2 separate regions of the Mus musculus genome follow, and region 1 is linked to region 2. A link is a contact called in public HiCAR-type data. All regions are on one chromosome and are shown on one strand. Each heading gives the region's core, a stretch centred on a gene start, on an enhancer-like site or on the middle of the called end of the contact. The rest is flanking DNA. Distances are from core to core; before and after follow the strand shown.

Region 1 (4,132 bases), core at 568-3,067, 44 kb after region 2:
CTCCTGGCAGAAGGGAGAGGTGGGGGAAAGGAATTATCAGAGCCACACTCTGGCCCCAAGTCCAGAGAGAGAACCTTCCTTCCGAACTTCCTAATTCTGCATTCCTCTCCCCACATTTCATTTGCAGACTTGACCATGCTTCAGGCTTGGGCTCATCCCTGGTAGGGTGGAAGCATCCTACTTTAGCACACACCAGCACCTTCAGAATTCTAGATGGCTTGAGATAATTCCAAAGACTCCCATGAACAGAGGGGCAAAATGAGGGGTGGGCTGTTCTGGGCAATGCTCTCATGTCTCTTCTCCAGCCTCTTTGTCCTATCCCTGGCCTGGTCTGCCCTAAAATTTACTCAGACGCCCTTGCTGTTTTTATGAAGAATGAGAAAATGTATTGAAAGGAGAGAGGAGAGCCAGAGGAGTTACCCAGGCATCTAACTCCTCTTAGAAACTGTAGCTAGGAGAAGAGGCAGAGAGTCCCTCCAAGATATGGAGCCAAACCTTTGATGTTCTGGGCAAGCTTCTCTTAGTTTCAGGAACTCATTGCATAATCCTAATCTTGCTCACTGATAGACACCACAGAGCAGGTCAGTATTGCTTCAATTCAGATTTATATTTAAATTGTGATAAAAAAAATTTCATGAGTATTTTTAGCTGTACTGGGATCCCACACAATGAAGACACAAAATACATAAATGACTTCATTGTGTCCCTGTTAAAACTTTGTGTCCTTTATGAAGATAAAAGTTGTGGTTTGGTGGCGATGAAAGAACAGTTAAAAAAAAAAAAAGGATTAAAGCTGTGCTTGGATAATAAGTATCTGTGTCACAGGTTCTCAGTAGAGGGGTGCTTGCTCTGCAGGAGACATTTGGCAGTGTTTGGATGCCTGTTTTGCTTGTCACGCTGGCCAAGAGTTATGAACCCAGTGAAGAGAGGCTGGGAAGGCTTTGGAGCCTCCTACAATACAGACTAGTTCACGATACTCATGCTCTGACTTTACACATCCCAGATGCCAAGTGTAAGGAAGTCCACTTGGATACTGCACATGGTCCAGTGTGAGCATGGCATAGAGGCTTGGGGCCAGACAGCCCTTGGTATACTAATACGAGCTTAGTTTCCCCAATCTGTAGGAGAGAGGGGTCTTAAAAGTCATCCCAAAGGCTGGTTGTTAAGAAAAAAATCCAGTAGCTATTAGTTCCTTCTCTTACCTCTTGCCACTCTCCACATGCCCCCACCAGTGTGTCATCTCTAATCTGAGGGAACCCTCTTTAAGGAAATCTATGTTGAAGTATTCCTGCTAAACGGTTGGTTTTTTCTTAAGCAGATTTAATGAGTCTCTTGTGAATTGACCGCTAAGAATAGACTCACATTTTCTCATTGACGTCCCAGCCCCCTTTGAAATCATCCTGATGGTGATAAACTTGGGGTTTATCTGACCCAACACACTTTGTTATCTTTGGGTTGTCTCATTTTGGCACCCCGTTTTCTGAGGCATTAGGATGTACAGCTCCCTTCAACTACATCAATCAAGCACTGCAGCCCAGGGAAAGAAGGTGCCTTCATGGAATGGTAGCTGGTTGGAAAATATACCCAAAGACTTCTGACCTGACACAGCTTTGCATTGCCCTGCGTCGCTTAAAAACCAAATGAGGCCTGGCAGACGCTCTTCATGAGTGCCCAGTCCCTCAGCCACCCCAGCCAAGGCTGGCCCCAAGCCTGCTCTACCCTCCCTCCTCACAAGCAGCCCAGCTCACTGTTTTTGCCTCACTTGTTGCCCATCCCTGTGGGAGGAACACGGCCTTCAATTAGCGTGCATTCCTGACCACCTCGGTTGCCGTGGTTACCCCGGGAGGTGCTGGAGCAGCTGGGTCAACCCGCGCGCTCTTTGTAGTCTTCTGAGCCCTTGCGTGGGGGAGGGGACACAGGGCCAGCGCTGGAGTGGGTGGTACCGGGAAATCGGCTCAGTCCCCCAAGGAAAGAATGGCAGTCCGTCAAAGCGGGTCAGGAGACAGTTCCATTTTCTCCAAAGCCAGCTGCCTCTATTCAATGCATGCAGGTTTGGTTCACACGGGGACAGCGCCTCGGATTTTGTTGAATTGGCTTCCCAGAGAGGGCTCTGGGAAAGGGTCCATCATGGAAGCCCTTTATACCCCAAGAGCGCTTCGCCACCAAGGAAAGGGCAGGAACTCTGGCCTGAATGACCTTATAGCAGTGTACCCTCAGTGCCTGTCTGAGACCTCAGGGCTTTTTTGGTTAAGGAAAGTAGTGGTCCCTGAATATTGGATCAAGTCTAGTGGATATCATTGTGCAAATCTGTTTCACCCAGCACAATAAAGTGCAAGAAACCACACTGATCCCCACAAACTCAATTTCCTCCTTCAGTGGTGTCCCGCCATCCTCATCGAATTTTGAGTCAGTCTAGCTCTCTTCTATATTCCATCATCTCAGACCAAGTCAAGCATGTTATATTACTAATGATATTTTCCATCCATTCACTGTTTTGGGGGCCGGAGGTTGGATCACTAGAGCACTTTGCACAGGCCAAGTACCTTTGCAACCATTATTATTGTTTGTTAGTTTCTGTCCGTATGTCTTTTAATTAGATCACACGGTGTCACGATGTATCCCAGTAATCATTTTTCTAGTTGCAATTGCAAGACGTGTTGCGATTTTTTTCAACAATCTCATCCAACATTTTGTACATCCAGAAATTATAGTTTCATTATGTAAGCAGAGGAGTTCCACAAGCACAGGCTGATTTCAGCCATTCAGTGCAAATACCAGGAGATTAAGAGGCACCATGACATCATGGGGATGGGGGTGGATGTTTGGGTGGGGGGCAGGGAGGACAGCTGGAGTCAGTAGACCCCAGTTCTATTCCTCGATTGCTTTTTAGGCAGTTATACAACTTTCCTTAAGATTCTTAATCTCTCTGGTTTTCTGAAGACATCGGATGGAGGCTGTGGTAACCTTTGTGGTCCTTTGGAGCCATAAAATATGATTTAAAAATGTGTAAATAAAAGAAGTCAAGGCCTTTGACCAAACATACAACCCACTGCCAAAGACCTGGAAGCCTTTATTAACAGTTAATTGCAGAGGGTCCAATAGTAGTCACTATATAGAGAGAATTCACTGTCAGGGTGATTCTCCTCTAAGTCTATAATTTAAAGTGAACTAAAATATAAAAGACACAAAAGGAAAAAAATAAACACAAGAAATGCTTAAATACATAGTTTATAAATATATGTGAAGGAAAAGGAAGCTCTATCCACATTTGTGACAGATAGTCATAAACTATATTTATTGGAAGCATGGTTGCCATGGGAATATAGAATAAAATCAGGCATGTGTGTGCCCCTGGGAAATTTCCAAATATATTTGGTATTTTAAATAGCCATAGAAACAACCCTTAGGAGCATCTTTACACATACGGACAAGGGCCAGAGGAAGGCACCTGCTCTCCTCTGAGAGGTAGAAAAGCAGTATTTTTGAGGATTGGGAGTGGAGTGTGCAGAGGGTGGATACAGTACAGCCCTGCAGATGGATCCCGAGCATCCCAGGAAAGCTTGGAAGCATTCAGCAGAAAGGAGAAGCTGGAACCGCAAAGACTGGGGAGGCGTTTGCCACCCTCCTGAAGAGGAAGTTCGCTCTCACGGTGCCCTGGCATGCCTGAGAGTGGCTCTTGTTATCTTATTCAAAGAAATGGACAGAGATCACCGTGCTCTGGGCAACACAGGGATGGAAGAACTGCTCTCACCTCACCGTTACATGAGTTTCTCAGCACTCTGTCTGCCTGCTGCATGCAAAGGAGCCAGATTTAGTCCCCAAAAACAAGTTTGTATGGTATCTAGAATTTCACCTCCCTTTATACCTTGAAGGCTTTCAACTATCAGACCCTGAGCAGAAGTGTGACGGGCACAGACCAAAGCAATCTCTTAGGGTAAAATTTACATTCGTATTATATCTCTATAACCAATTCTTTTACCATACACCAGCCTTGTCTGTTTTCACTGGTGTGAGTGAGGTGGCAAGATGTTCTATTGCCTGGAGTACATCCTTGGCACTGAACACTGATTCCCGGATGCTAACTGTTTTGCCATATGTTGAAAACTGATGCATGTGTGGATTGACAACGGAA
Region 2 (3,897 bases), core at 1,198-3,697:
CCTTATCCTTCTTGTCTACCTCTATAATCTAAGTATGGAAGCTACAAAGAAGACTAATGTTTTATAATATATGAAGTGGTAGAAACCAAGAGACTTTTGTTACAATAACTTCCCAGTATTATTTCAACAAATGCAAATTAGTTTATCCAGCATTCCATCAGTGCTAGCATGTTTAAACCTGTATAGTCAAGGATTTTGAAATGTAGGATCAAATGAACAAAACACATTTTGGGGGTGGGATGCACTTGCATGGGTGTGGGGACTTGATGTCCTTGAGTGAGGCTATCACACACCAATCTCTAGTGTCACTCTCTAGGAGTTGTCCATGTTTCTTTGTGATGGATCTCTCATGGGCATCTGAGGTTTACTAACTAGCCAGGCTGCCTAGCTGTTGTGTCTCCACCTCCCAGCACAGGGATTATAAGCTAGCATGACCACCACTCTTTATATGGGTGCAGGTCCTTTCCATGGCATGGCAAACACTATTTCCATCCTCCCACATCATACAGAACATTTTTTAAAAAATTGCCCAATATGCTATCCAAATTTGAGTGAAGTATTTTAGGAATACTCTACCTTGATCACTTTTTATAGATAAATTTGACATATCAGGGGGAGAAATACTTGGTTTTGGTACAAGCATGCCTGGCCTCCTCAGTGGTGTAGATACAAGTTTCTGAAAGTAAGAGAATCACCAATCAAACACTTTTAAGCAGAGCCATTGCTAGATACTTTACTTCCCATATTTAAATGTAATAAAGTAACCTCAAAATAGCCCGTGGACTATGTCAGCATTCCCTCAAGGCCAATGAAAACATTATTTTTATCAGTAAATACCAGCCAACCACAGCACTCTATGGGAAGGCGAGTATAAGTAGCTATAGCTGAAAGCCATTTGCGCACTCTCTATCATCTTACTTCCCCGAGTCACTACCTACTAAACGCCAGGCTGGTGTGCAGAATAAGAGTATTTAAAGAAAACAGAACAAAATCCTAAAGTCTATAATGTTATTTGTGGTTTTCATTTAAAAGTGAAAATTACAAAAGGTTGTGCCTCCAACTATCACAACTCAAGCACGTACAATATACTTAAGTTTTGTGGAGAATTTTTTCTTCAAATTTTCATTCCCCCCCCCCCCCCCCCCCGTGTGTGTGCTTGGCTGCATGTATGTGTGTCACGTGTGTGTGCGCAGCACCAGTGGAAGCCAGAGGAGGGCATCAGAACCCTTGGGAACTGGAGTTACAGATGGCTGTGAGTCACCATGTGGGTGCACCGACTCAAATCTGGAACTTTTGGAAGAGTAGCCAGAGCTTTTAGCCAGTGAGCCATCACTAGTCCCTTAAGGAGATATGTTTTATAGAAAAATCTGATAAGAGCAATCAAAGCTCACAAGCACAGATCCTCAAAAATCCACCTGACTTAAGACATCAACTTAAAATGTAAATCTACCTACCATATTTACAAATAACTTGCCACAATTTTGAATTTCAATCCAATGTCACAAATTTAAGAATGAAATTTCGGTATGTACAAACAGAAAAGCAGCATAAGGGAGAAGAAAAAGACTTCTTTATTGACCTTGTAGATACTGACTTAGTAGTCTACTATCCCAATACTCTGGAATTTGCTTAACTATTTGGGGGGGGGGGGGGTTCTGTAGGATCTACAAATGTTAACCCAGGTCTTCACGTCTTGTTATTACAATATTTAAAGAACTGTTAACAAGCTTGTTTCTAGGAACCATTTAAATAAAAGCCTACGCTTTTTAAAAATTATTATTACAGCTGTCTAACCGGTAAGAACTGAAAGGCAGTCGGGGAGCCGTTTAGTGCAAACCCTGACCCCCAACCCCAAACCTGCCTTTCCCCTGGGGCTTCTGCACTATCTGGAAACTTCCCGAAGGTTCCTCGGGCTCCACCGTGGCTGGAGTCCAAGGGTGGGCGGGCGAGAGGTGGCTGCCCTTACCTGCTTCTCTGAAGGCCCAGAATCCTTTCCCTGGGCTGCTCTCCACTCTCGAGCCATTTCTGAGTATTTCTCCTTCTCATCCTCCCTCAAGAGCTTGGGGAGAAGAGGGATACAAGAGAGGCGAGCTGTGAGGGTGAGGCGTCCGATCCACACCCCGGTTCTGGAAGGTTCTGTCGGTTGGTCCTGCCCTTGGGCTGTGTCCCCTCCACGGGCTCCCCCCAGGCTGGGTTCCCACCGCGCCCTCCCCGCTGCCCAACTGCCCGCTGCCTCACCGCCCAGTCGGCCGAGCAGTAGGGGATGGCGTCTGCCACGCGGGCCACCGGCAGGCCTCGCCGGCGCAGTTCGGGAATCTTCTCCTGTACGAAGAAATAGTAGGCATTGCGGCTGGCCCTGCGGTTGGGCATGGCGTCGTCGGGCCTCGACGCCCTCCAGAGACGCAGCAAGCAGCCGGCGCCCTTGCCGGGCTCCCGCCCTTAGTAACCGAGCTCGGAGCCTGCGCGCGCTTCAGCCCGGCACTTGGCCAATCAGGGTGCAGCGCGCAGCCGCATTGGGCCCCCTGCTGTGGGGGTGAAAACAGCCTGAAACTGGATTCCACCTCGTGCGTGAGGGGGCGGAGGGGGCGGGAGGGAGGAGGAGCGAGGCGCAGGTGGGGAGAGCACTGTGATTGGCTGACTCGCTTGCCCGGTAGGCGGGGATTGTCACGTGGTAGGCCTGGTACTTTTATTATTATTTTTTCCCTGTACATTGTTGCTTGATGTACCCCGTTAGTAGGAAGAGGACTCGCAGGTGCTTTCGGTTCCTGGGTGTTTCACATTCCCGAACTAGCGAGCTTGTGTAAAGCACTGAGAGGGAAAAGGTGGGGACAGGAGGGTGTTTTCAAGACGACGACAAACAACAACAACAACCACAACATATTTGAAAACTTCTGTTTCACAAAACATCCATGAATAAAGTTTTATAGGCTTTCTTATAAGGTCTGGGTAATTTGGGGAGGGGTCAGTTTTATTAGTAGGTATCATTTTTCGAAGTTATTGTGAAATGCTTTTCTCATCTACTTGGTTACTGCTGACTCAAGGTTGAGCCTGTGTATTTAGTAATAGTGAGTTCTCATACTGGTTCAAACTGTGCTGCTTGATCTTGCCTGGGTTTTCTCATTGCACTTCCCAACTACATTCCTTTGTGTATTCGAGTTACTTAATTTGTGTATAAGTAGAGTTGAAAATTCATTTAAAATTTTTATCTTTTCAGATAACTTGATCATCTTTTCTCTCTGTCACTGACAGATAATCAGCCAGATTAGACCAGATTAAAAGTAGATAATGGCAGGTTTATTTGGAGGCAGCTCTCTGGTGGGTTCATCGGATTTCACAGGTCAAGGTCAGCAAGGTCACATATCCAGGCAAAAACAAGGGTTAGTTTTTTTGTTTGTTTGGTTGGTTGGTTTTTTAATGGGTCTTGGGCATGGGGTGATGACATGTGAGTTAGGAGCTGGTATTTGCCCTTACATGGTCAAAAAGTGAGCCCCTGAGCAGGCACTCATGGGTGGGTTGCTGGAACACTGAGTAGTGAGGTGTTTTTTCTTTGTAGGTGGAGTTGGTGGAAGGGGAATAAACAGGGTTTTCCAGCTTGTGAAGAGACTGAACAGGAGTCCCAGCCTAGCAATGACCTCAGTTTTAATTGTTTGCTAGTAATGTTGCTAAATTTTTCTGGTATTGAACCAGTCAACATTTATAGTATACACTCTTCTTGATCATGAATCGTCGCTGACACTTGAAGTGTTGCTGACACTTTAAAAACGTTTTTCTGTCTTAGTAGATAATGGATTGTTTTTGTGGTGCTTCCTTTAGGGATCAGAGGAAGTTCTGAGTGAGTAGCGTCCCGAAAGAATGTGCTTTTGTTGACGTGGGCAGGACCATGACCCAAAACATACC

The links. HiCAR-type assays count read pairs that join an accessible place to other places.
Region 1: a HiCAR-type map of astrocytes shows a contact between it and region 2, with 4 times the contacts expected there. The contact joins the enhancer-like site here to the promoter of Mael in region 2. A contact is called at or near these places in 7 of 39 promoter capture datasets (the 3T3-L1 cell line, 3T3-L1-derived adipocytes, the SN4741 cell line and 3 more), 3 of 484 Hi-C or Micro-C datasets (differentiating embryonic stem cells, embryonic stem cells and forebrain), 3 of 115 datasets of contacts at active chromatin or transcription factors (astrocytes, embryonic stem cells and stem cell-derived neural progenitor cells) and 3 of 9 other capture datasets (adipose tissue, liver and pancreatic islet).

Annotation. Positions count from the first base shown.
Region 1 is chr1:166,280,979-166,285,110 of GRCm38.p6, forward strand. The region is part of intron 3 of Ildr2 (immunoglobulin-like domain containing receptor 2); the gene reads left to right. Among named protein-coding and RNA genes, the nearest start is that of Ildr2, 29 kb to the left of the region's middle. Within about 2 kb of position 1,818, at least 121 of the 459 cell types and tissues checked have an H3K27ac peak or open chromatin away from gene starts, as enhancers often do. A contact at or near this core is called in adipose tissue, astrocytes, differentiating embryonic stem cells and 5 more, where this site is marked.
Region 2 is chr1:166,236,297-166,240,193 of GRCm38.p6, forward strand. Mael (maelstrom spermatogenic transposon silencer) reads right to left here and starts at 2,448. Exons shown (of 12, transcript NM_175296.4): 1 at 2,239-2,448; 2 at 1,967-2,059; 3 at 577-676. The coding sequence starts at 2,370.